Regions from separate parts of the Cricetulus griseus genome. Here region 2 is linked to region 1. Evidence: chromatin contacts called from public Hi-C data. All regions are on one chromosome and are shown on one strand. The core of a region is the stretch at or near the end of the contact, and the rest is flanking DNA. Distances in the headings are between cores, read along the strand shown. Region 1 overlaps Dock8 (dedicator of cytokinesis protein 8). Region 2 holds the start of LOC100765393 (COBW domain-containing protein 1).

Region 1 (4,336 bases), core at 870-3,369:
GGATTTTTTGTTTTTCTTTTTTTAAAGACTAGCTGTTTGCCTAAGAATGCATTGGAATTGACTCATAGCCTGTTTTTCCTGATGCCCAACAGCTGGCAATAGAGGTGCCAGCTGCCTTGTGGTGGGAGCAGAATAAACACAGTGTGAGTTGGGGCCCAGTCCCGGCAAGGCCTTCAAGGGCATCTTATCCGGTAGCTGCCATGGGGGTGTGTGCTGAGATCACAGGCGAAGCATTTGTAATGAGCTTGTTAACTCCATGCCGACCTTTTAACTAGTGATTACATTAAAGAAAGCCACATAAAGTGAATTTTCATCTCTCAGCCCAGCCTCCAAAGTCTTGTTTATCTAATTATCGGACTGCTTTGGAGGACTGTGCTTGCTGAGAACAAGGCTATCAGTCGGAACACAATTTCTTTGATGGATAATTAGCTGTTTCCAGGCCTCCTCCTATTCAGCCGAGTGTTCACAGACCAGAAAGTCTGATCTGGCCTAACAAGGAGGTGCCTTGCATATCCTGTGAAGTCTTAATGGATGCTGTGAGGGTTGCATGCTGGAGAAGAGAAAGGCTCAGGATAGATGTAAGGCTGAGTCCAAGTGATCATCAGGGTGCTAGGGTTTAATTAGTAGGATCCTTAGGAAACAAACCTAAAGTACTCTGAAGGAATTGGAACACTGGACATGTCCTTGAATGGGACTTGATTGTTTTCAATGAAATAGATTCCCAATTTAGTTATCATTGTTTCTAGAGTGAATCTCTTCACTGCTGGGTGTGGAGAAGTGTGGGCATGCCACACAGTGTCCAGTCTCATTCTGGAGGGCCCTACTCAGGAGCCCCAGGAGCTGTCCTTTGCTAAAAAGTGGTTTTACCCTCTGAATCTACCCTCAGTTAGGTTCTCCACTCTACAGAGTCATCCAAAGGTCTGTCATGACTTAGATAGGCATGCCCTGTCATCTGCTTGATTTGGGAAGCAATCCCAGCATGCACCTAGATTGTAGTCAGGTGTGTCTGTCTGTTAGAAGGCTCTAGCCCAACAGCTCGACTTTCACATGAGGATGGTGGTTTTCATGCTGTGAAGCCTCCCTTGTCTGTGTGCTCACCCTGGCACAATTACCAAGTGCTCTTGGTAGTTTATAAAAAGTTTGGATCTTTTCTATTTAACTCTCCTTAAAAAGAATGCTTTACTTAAATCTCTATCAAAGGCACTTCCATTCTTCATTGTTCCATTAGTTGTTTGAGTTTTACTTATTAAGAAACAGGTAACCACTTCCAAAGTTTCCAAATATTAAGGATACTAAAGACAGAGAGAAAATTCTGCATTATACTCCTGACTTCCATCCCCATAGTTCCTCTCTTTGGAAATAGGTTGTCTATGTGTGTAAAACGATCCACAAACTAGTGCTTGCAGTGCCTGCTAAAACAAAGGAACGGGCTTCTATATGTATATATTTGCCAAGGAAACAACAGCAAACCAAACAGATGAAAAGAGGGTATGCTTTATATCTCAGACCTCTTGGACCATTGGAGGCAGCCATTTTCATGCAGACGGGAAATGCATGTATATGCATTTATCCTGTCACACATTAACGAGCATAATCCTCACACCCCACCCCTCCCTACCCCCACCTGCTCCTCCTGAGCAGCTGGGTGTGTGGAGCACTTTTTGTGAATGCACAGAATCTCTTGCTTTTTCAGAGCTGCCCTTTTGTGTGCATTCTCCTGACTTAGTTACTCTTGCGCTAATGAGCCGTTTGCTCTATGGTTATGTTATAATGGAATATCTTAACATATATCGATTCATGCATGTCTATTTATTGGACAGTTTCCTGCTTTTCATCCTTTGAAGAAGTGTTTGGAGAACTCTGCCTTAAGAGAGGAAGCCCCAGCATTTGTTTTACTAGTCTTAGCAAGCAGTGACCAGAACTTTATGAACAAACCATTTACCTTGGGTGAGCAGCAGGCAAATGAAGCCATTTGAAATAGCCAAGAAATGGAAACAAAATGATTCCTGGCTCTAGAACCAACTCAGGCTTAGTTGTAAATCAGTCATACAGAGCCCACATCCTGGTGAGTTGCTCCCAAGCACAACAATCTTCTCTTTTCTAAGAATGGAAAAAATTCAGAAGAGAGCCAATGACCTAAGGTTACTCACAGCCTTGACTGTTATTTTAGTCCTCGGCTATGGTTTTAGTACACCATCCAGCCACTTGAGGGCACAATACACTCACTTCTGGACTCTTCCGGCAAGCAGCTGCCGTTTTCATTAGAAAATCTTTCATCAATACAAGACCACGCAAAAGTAAGCACTATCCGAGTGCCCCCAAGAGATTGTTGTTGCTTTTCTGTTTTGTTTTGTTTTTGCAAAAGGATTTATTCTCACCTCCAGCTCTGCCTCCTTTCAGCCTTTAGCACTTTGTTTGGAAAGTATAGTGGGAGGGGTCAAGGTATGCATCCAATGACACACAGTGGAGTCCCCTTTGGGGCAGTGGTCCACGGTACAAACTTACATTTCTACAAACCCTGCCTGGTATAGGAAACTGAACTATAGGGAATGTGAAGGTGAAGCAGTGATGAGCCATATGTAAAGAGGTGCTGTGTGCATAGTCATTGGTTCTATAGTCCATGGCTCCCAACATTCTCCTTATTTTAGGCTCATCTAAGTCTGCCATGCTTTGGAGTTGCTGCTCCTGAATGACTGTTCTAACTAAAAGTCTTGCTATTTAATGGTGACAAATGCTATTTTTACCCCCCATAGATCCTATTTATAGAATCCAGCAGGAGGTTCACAATACACCCTCTTTCCATATAACTTAAGGTTGAAGCTGCAGATATGGAGAAGTGATTAAATGGAGGCAATCCAGGCTTGTATTTCACTGTGATGAGTGGTTGGTCTAGACTAGAGGGCACACCCTAATATCCAGGAGCCCATCTTTCTTTGGTTTCTGTGTTTTTGTTGGCTTTTGTCATCGTTGTTTCCAGACAGGGTCTTACTAGTCTGCTCAGGCTGGCTCCAGACTTATGGGCTCAAGTGAGCCTCCTGCCTCTGCGTCCCCGGTAAATGGGGTTACAATGTGCACCTTCTTTTGTCTAAAAACTGGTTTTCAACAGGGCTAATCCTCCTCCGATGGATGGATTAGCCTTCAGGACTATTCTCTCTTACTTCTTTTGCTGATATGGGAGGGGGAAAGGAGCCTTTTATCTTTAAGTGTTTTCATCCTTAGTTTCAACTTTCCCATCTACCTTCCTGAGGCCCCCCAAAATCATCATTCATCCACCCTTCTCCTTAGAGCAGAGGCGTTTAACAGCTCTCCATTAATGGATGCCCGTGGTTTCAGGTCTCAGACTGCCTGCCCTTGGCTCCTCACAGCATGAATTGGGGCAAAATGTGAGCTGCTGTGTCATGGTTTTCCAAGGGGAAGAGTAGATGTGGGTGGGAGGGGCAGCTAAACACCACAGTGGAAAACCCACATACACGGAACCGCAGTGCGGGGAGGCCTGAGTTTTGACAGTGTACATAATATCTTTTTAGTTTTAGTTTTCTCTTATTTTGGGTGATGGAGAGGAAAGTCACGGCCTGCTGCTGCTTACTGTACACTCTACCATGGAGCTACAGACCCAGACCCAGTGTAAGAAACCATGGCTAACTGACTAGATGTATCTTTTTTAAGTTAAAAAAAATTCATTTTCCCACTAGCTTAAAGTACCAGGGAGATTATAAAACTACAAGAGATGAGCCAATCTTACCTCCTTTACTTTATGGGGTTTTTTTTCTTGCTTAGAAACTTTCAAAATGTGAGTTCAGATCTATGCAACGTTTCATGGCATTATAAATAGTATGATGGTTTAATAAAGGACAAAATCAGAGGACCTCAACTTAATGACTCATTGAGTTTTGAAGGATTTCCACACTGAGGCTAATAATTATGTTTAGTTGTGAGAAACTCCCAAGGCACATTTCTCATCTTTTCTTCAAACTTTAAACTAAGGCTGGGCTGAGGAGTGTAGGGGTGGGGCGGAGCTGGAGTGGTAGCTCAGTGGTGAGCGCACTTGCTATCAGGCATGAGGACCTGAATTCAAATCCCAGTACCTGTGCCAAAAAGCCAGGCATAGCCAGGTAGACAACTGTAACCTCAGGGTGGGGGTGGGGCTCAGGGGAGAGACGGGAGACACTGTCTCAGAGGAATATGGTGGAAAGGACGTCCACATTCTTCTCTAGCCTCAGCATATATGCATACAACACACACACACACACACACACACACACACACACACACACACACACACTGAGCCAACTGAGACAACACACAAAACTGAGCCGACAATTCCTTTTGTACCATG
Region 2 (4,356 bases), core at 630-3,129, 140 kb before region 1:
ACACTAACACTTTGTAAAGATCAGTAGGGCTAGCACATGATTATATTACAGAGCAGGGAGACTCAGGTCTACTGTAGTTAGAAAGAAATACTGTTGGTGCTGCAGGTGGTTGGGAATTTCAGGAGCAGGATTTCAGGAAGATTAGCGTATGGAGTGTGTTGGACATGTGACGTCTGGAGCTGTCAGTAGGACATCAAAACAGAAACTATACAGAAATGAAACTAAAGGGTGGAAGCTGGAGAAATAGGTGGGAAGTAGGAGGCCAGTGGAGCAGTGTTCCTAGTATTTCAAAAAGAAGAAATGACAAAGGTGGCAAACTGTCCCCTAGGTTCAATCAGCAACAAAGGGGTTGTTAGGGTTTGTCCTGACCCCAGAGCTTCAGGCCATTAGGCACCTGAATTGTTCCTTTCACCTACCAGTAAACAAAGTGCAGAAAGGCAAAGGGGCAAGTCTGAAGTATGCCCTTTGAACACGGAATTTCCTCAACTTCTATGGAGTAGCTAGCGTCTAAATCCAAAACATTATTCCTTTATAAAAATTGGGCCCAAGTAAAATCTAAAATAACCTTGGTCTGACTCTAGAAGGAAAAAAACCTGGTGAGAGGTGCCAGTGATTTCTTAGTCATATGTAAAAGGTGTCCCATGTACAGGCTCTCTTGCAGCACACAGGAATGAGGGCACTTCATTCTAATTTGTAGTCACTTAATAGTTGTTGCACTCTGTTAACTGCACTGTTTTTGTTTTTTAGTTTGTTTTTTTGGGTTTTTTGTTTTGTTTTGTTTTCCAAGACAGGGTTTCTCTTTTCTGGATTGTTTTGGAGCCTGTCCTAGACCTCGCTAGGTAGACCAGGCTGGCTTCGAACTCACAGAGATCCACCCGCCTCAGCCTCCTGAGTGCTGGGATTAAAGGCGTGCACCACCAATGCCCGGCTTAACTGCACTGCTTTAAAAGGATATTTGCAAATGTTTCCAAGGAAAAATAAGTCGTGAACTGTCCTTCAGAAAAACTGCACCATGTTCACAAATCTGTGTTTTCGGGTATCCCCTATGTACCCCCAACACCCCAGCTTAAGAAAATCTTCAAAGCAAAGATCTTACGCTAACTCGATGTCCTACAGGGCTTTGTAAGGAGTCCTCAAAAGGAAGGTGGGAGACAATTTACAACAGTTAAAGCTTCCCACTAATGACTGGAAGAGTTTGGTTCTTGTGAAGTGTAATCTCCTAAACTAAGCAAGGTCTGGGGCATTTTTCATACAGGGCATCTTTATTATTATTATTATTATTATTATTATTATTTTCTTGATCAGCTTTTAATAACAATAGATCGTTGGTTTTGTTGGGCTTTATTCTCAGATGAGAAAACAAACTCAGGTGACTTTTATTATTTTCCATCTAAACTGAGGTGGATGAGCTTCACAAAGGTAAGAAGGCAGCTCCTCAAGGGGCCATAGGGCAATAAGGTGCGTCTGAGTTTCAGAACCACCTTTGAAAAAGCGAGGAGAAAGAGACCCCAAAGCCTACTCGAAGACATTCGTCCTCGGCCATGGAGCCCGGGTGCCTGAAGCGACACGCCAGACCCCCCTCCGAGAGCACAGTTCACGGCGTTTTTCTGAGCGACCGTTAATTACCTAAATACCCGGTGATAATTGTGACTGGAATCTTAACGATGAAGTCAAGATTTTCCTCCTCTTGTTTGTTGGTCTCAATGGGGACCAGTTCAGGACAATCCTCCGCGTACTCCTCTTCCGCCTCCACAGTATTCATAGCCGGTAACATGCCACCGGCAGTCCACCGCCCCCTCAGCGAAAGAGCTGCCACAGTCGCCCTACTTGGAATGGATTCAGTCAGCGCTGCTCTGATGACATCACCACAACGCGACTCTCAGCCTGACTTTCAGGAACCAGCCCGCCCCCCAGCTACGCCCCTACGAGAGTTAGAAACGCCTTCCCGGGAAGCCACGCCCCTGTGCAGAGGTGGACACGCCCATACACGCATGGACACGCCCCTCATAGGATAGGACACACCCTCGGATGTGAGGCATGCTCTAGGGGCGTGTCCTCCGATAGTGAGCCTGGCTGCACTGTGTTGTTAGGACGCTAGGAGCTCTCTCTCTCCTCTAAGCTCGCTACTGTCTGTTGCTAGGGCTGAGGGGAGACAGGTTAGGACTTGGAGTGGCTTCTCCAAAGCAGTTCCCACAAGACAGGCTTTCTCAAGTTGACATCTTTTTACTCTCAATAAATGAATTTTTGTCGGGCGGTGGTGGCGCACGCCTTTAATCTCAGCACTCGGGAGGCAGAGGCAGGCGGTGGATCTCTGTGAGTTCGAGGCCAGCCTGGTCTACAGAGCCAGTTCTAGGACAGGCTCCAAAACAATACAGAGAAACCCTGTCTCAAAAAAAAAAAAAAAAAAAAAGAAAAGAAAAGAAAGAAGTCCAATTTTTTTAAATTCACAATGAAAAATGATTATGGAAGTCATGCTAAGAATTGAAACCTTTCTACCGGAAGGATAACTAGCTAAACTTTTTACAATGATAATTACCTATTATAGTTTGTCTGATCTTTTACAAAGTAATAATTTATATTTGTTTTATTTATTTTTCATTTTCTCTATTTACTTAGATACCCGTTAAACTCGGTTCATTATTTTATCTGTTGGTTCATAGTATTCTTGTTAAGATGGAGAACATTCCTCTGCAGTTGTTTATAGTGGACTCCTTGGCAGCACCCCTAGCCCAAAATTGTTAAATTGCATCTCTTGCATTCCAACTAACTAAAATCATGAATTTGCCTGAAATTGCTGCACATTCCTTTACATATTTGTTTTGTCCTGATACACATAAATAATGTTTAATTTTGTTTTTCAATTTCATAAAAAGAGTACCATACAATGTATATAATCTCTTGGGGGTTGCTGTATTTCCAGCTTCACTGCTGAATTTCCTGTCAATTGTTTTCAGGTGTTGCTGTTTTGTTTCATTTTGAAACATTAATACATGCTCTCAACAACTAAGAGATCATATTGATCCAGTGCCAGTATTATCGGACATTAATCCCTTACCAATTACATAAAACTAATACCCCAATGTGATCTCCAGTTGCCTGTCATTGGTTTATGAGAAGGACTGAGCATCTTCTTGTGTGTTTTGGCCATATTTAATTCTCAGCCTTAGGAGGATAGTTCAGGCCAGATGGCTAGCAAGCAATGTTGTGTCAAAATGAGGCTTTACTCAGAGTTAAAAAAGAGTTTGTTGTACAATCTTATTTTAACTAGGCAAAGATAAGTTACTTTTGTTTATTCTGCATTTTTTAAAAATTATTTAATTGTTTCACCTGGTCTGCCTAAGGCACCTGATCATTCTAATAAAAAGTTGAACAGCCAAAAGATAGGCAGGAGAAAGGGTAGGCGGGGCTGACAGGCATAAATAAATAAATAGGAGGAGAAATCTAGGCTTGAGAGAGGAGAAAGAAGGAAGGACAAGAGGGAGAAGAGAGAAGAATGAGGGTGATACCCAGGGCCAGAAGCCAGGCAGCCTTCAGCCAGCAGACAGAGACAGCAAGAAAGTAAGAGAAGGTAAAAAGCCCCAAGGCTAGCCTTAAAAAAAAAAAAAGTGCCTAAGCCTTCAAAACTAACTAATAGTAAGTCTCTGTGTCATGATTTGGGACCTGGATGGTGGCCCAAAAGAAAGAGCCTGGTACAAAAATTACATACGTTGGGTGTTCGATGTACCCCAAACACTCATCATCTGACAGACAAACAAGGTGGTATGTCCAGACAGGGAAAATGAATTGGCAACAAACAGGTACAAAGTACTGGTGACCTGCTACCAAGTGAACAAATTGCAAAAACATGCTAAAAATAAATCCATTCACAAAGACTACACATTGTCTAAATTCATTTGTGTAGTATGTCCACAATAGGCAAGTCTAGAGAGACAAGTTAGTGGTTGCTAAGGACTGGGGGTTTAAGAGTCACTGCTAAAGAGTACTGTAGGGAGACACCATAACCACACCACCTAAGGGCCGGCTACAGGTGTGCCTGACCACGCCTATCAGGGTGTGGTCAAGGTGATGTCAGGGTGACATGAGAAAGGTTTGAAGGAATAGGGAACGCACATGGTAGCTCTCTTTTCCCTGCTGTTTTGGCTTGTTCTGCTAGCCAAACAGTTGGCTACCTAATAAATAATAAATATATATCCTGACCATCACAGGCTATGTATCAGTTATTAATCGTAATAGAGTACCATGTATTTTTTTTTTGTTCTGTTGGTTTGTTTTTGTTTTGTTTTGTTTTGTTTTTCCAGACAGCGTTTCTCTGAGTAACAGCCCTAGCTGTGCTGGAACTCACTTTGTAGACCAGGG

The links. Hi-C and Micro-C count contacts between places; a contact is called where the count stands out from the background.
Region 2: a Hi-C map of the CHO-K1 cell line shows a contact between it and region 1, with 4 times the contacts expected there. The contact joins the promoter of LOC100765393 here to the enhancer-like site in region 1. A contact is called at or near these places in 3 of 8 Hi-C or Micro-C datasets (the CHO-K1 cell line and fibroblasts).

The regions. Positions count from the first base shown.
Region 1 is chr3:36,189,169-36,193,504 of CriGri-PICRH-1.0, reverse strand. The region is part of intron 14 of Dock8 (dedicator of cytokinesis protein 8); the gene reads left to right. Among named protein-coding and RNA genes, the nearest start is that of Dock8, 100 kb to the left of the region's middle. Within about 2 kb of position 2,119, at least 1 of the 6 cell types and tissues checked has open chromatin away from gene starts, as enhancers often do. A contact at or near this core is called in the CHO-K1 cell line, where this site is marked.
Region 2 is chr3:36,329,705-36,334,060 of CriGri-PICRH-1.0, reverse strand. LOC100765393 (COBW domain-containing protein 1) reads right to left here and starts at 1,879. Exons shown (of 15, transcript XM_027406494.2): 1 at 1,627-1,879. The coding sequence starts at 1,774.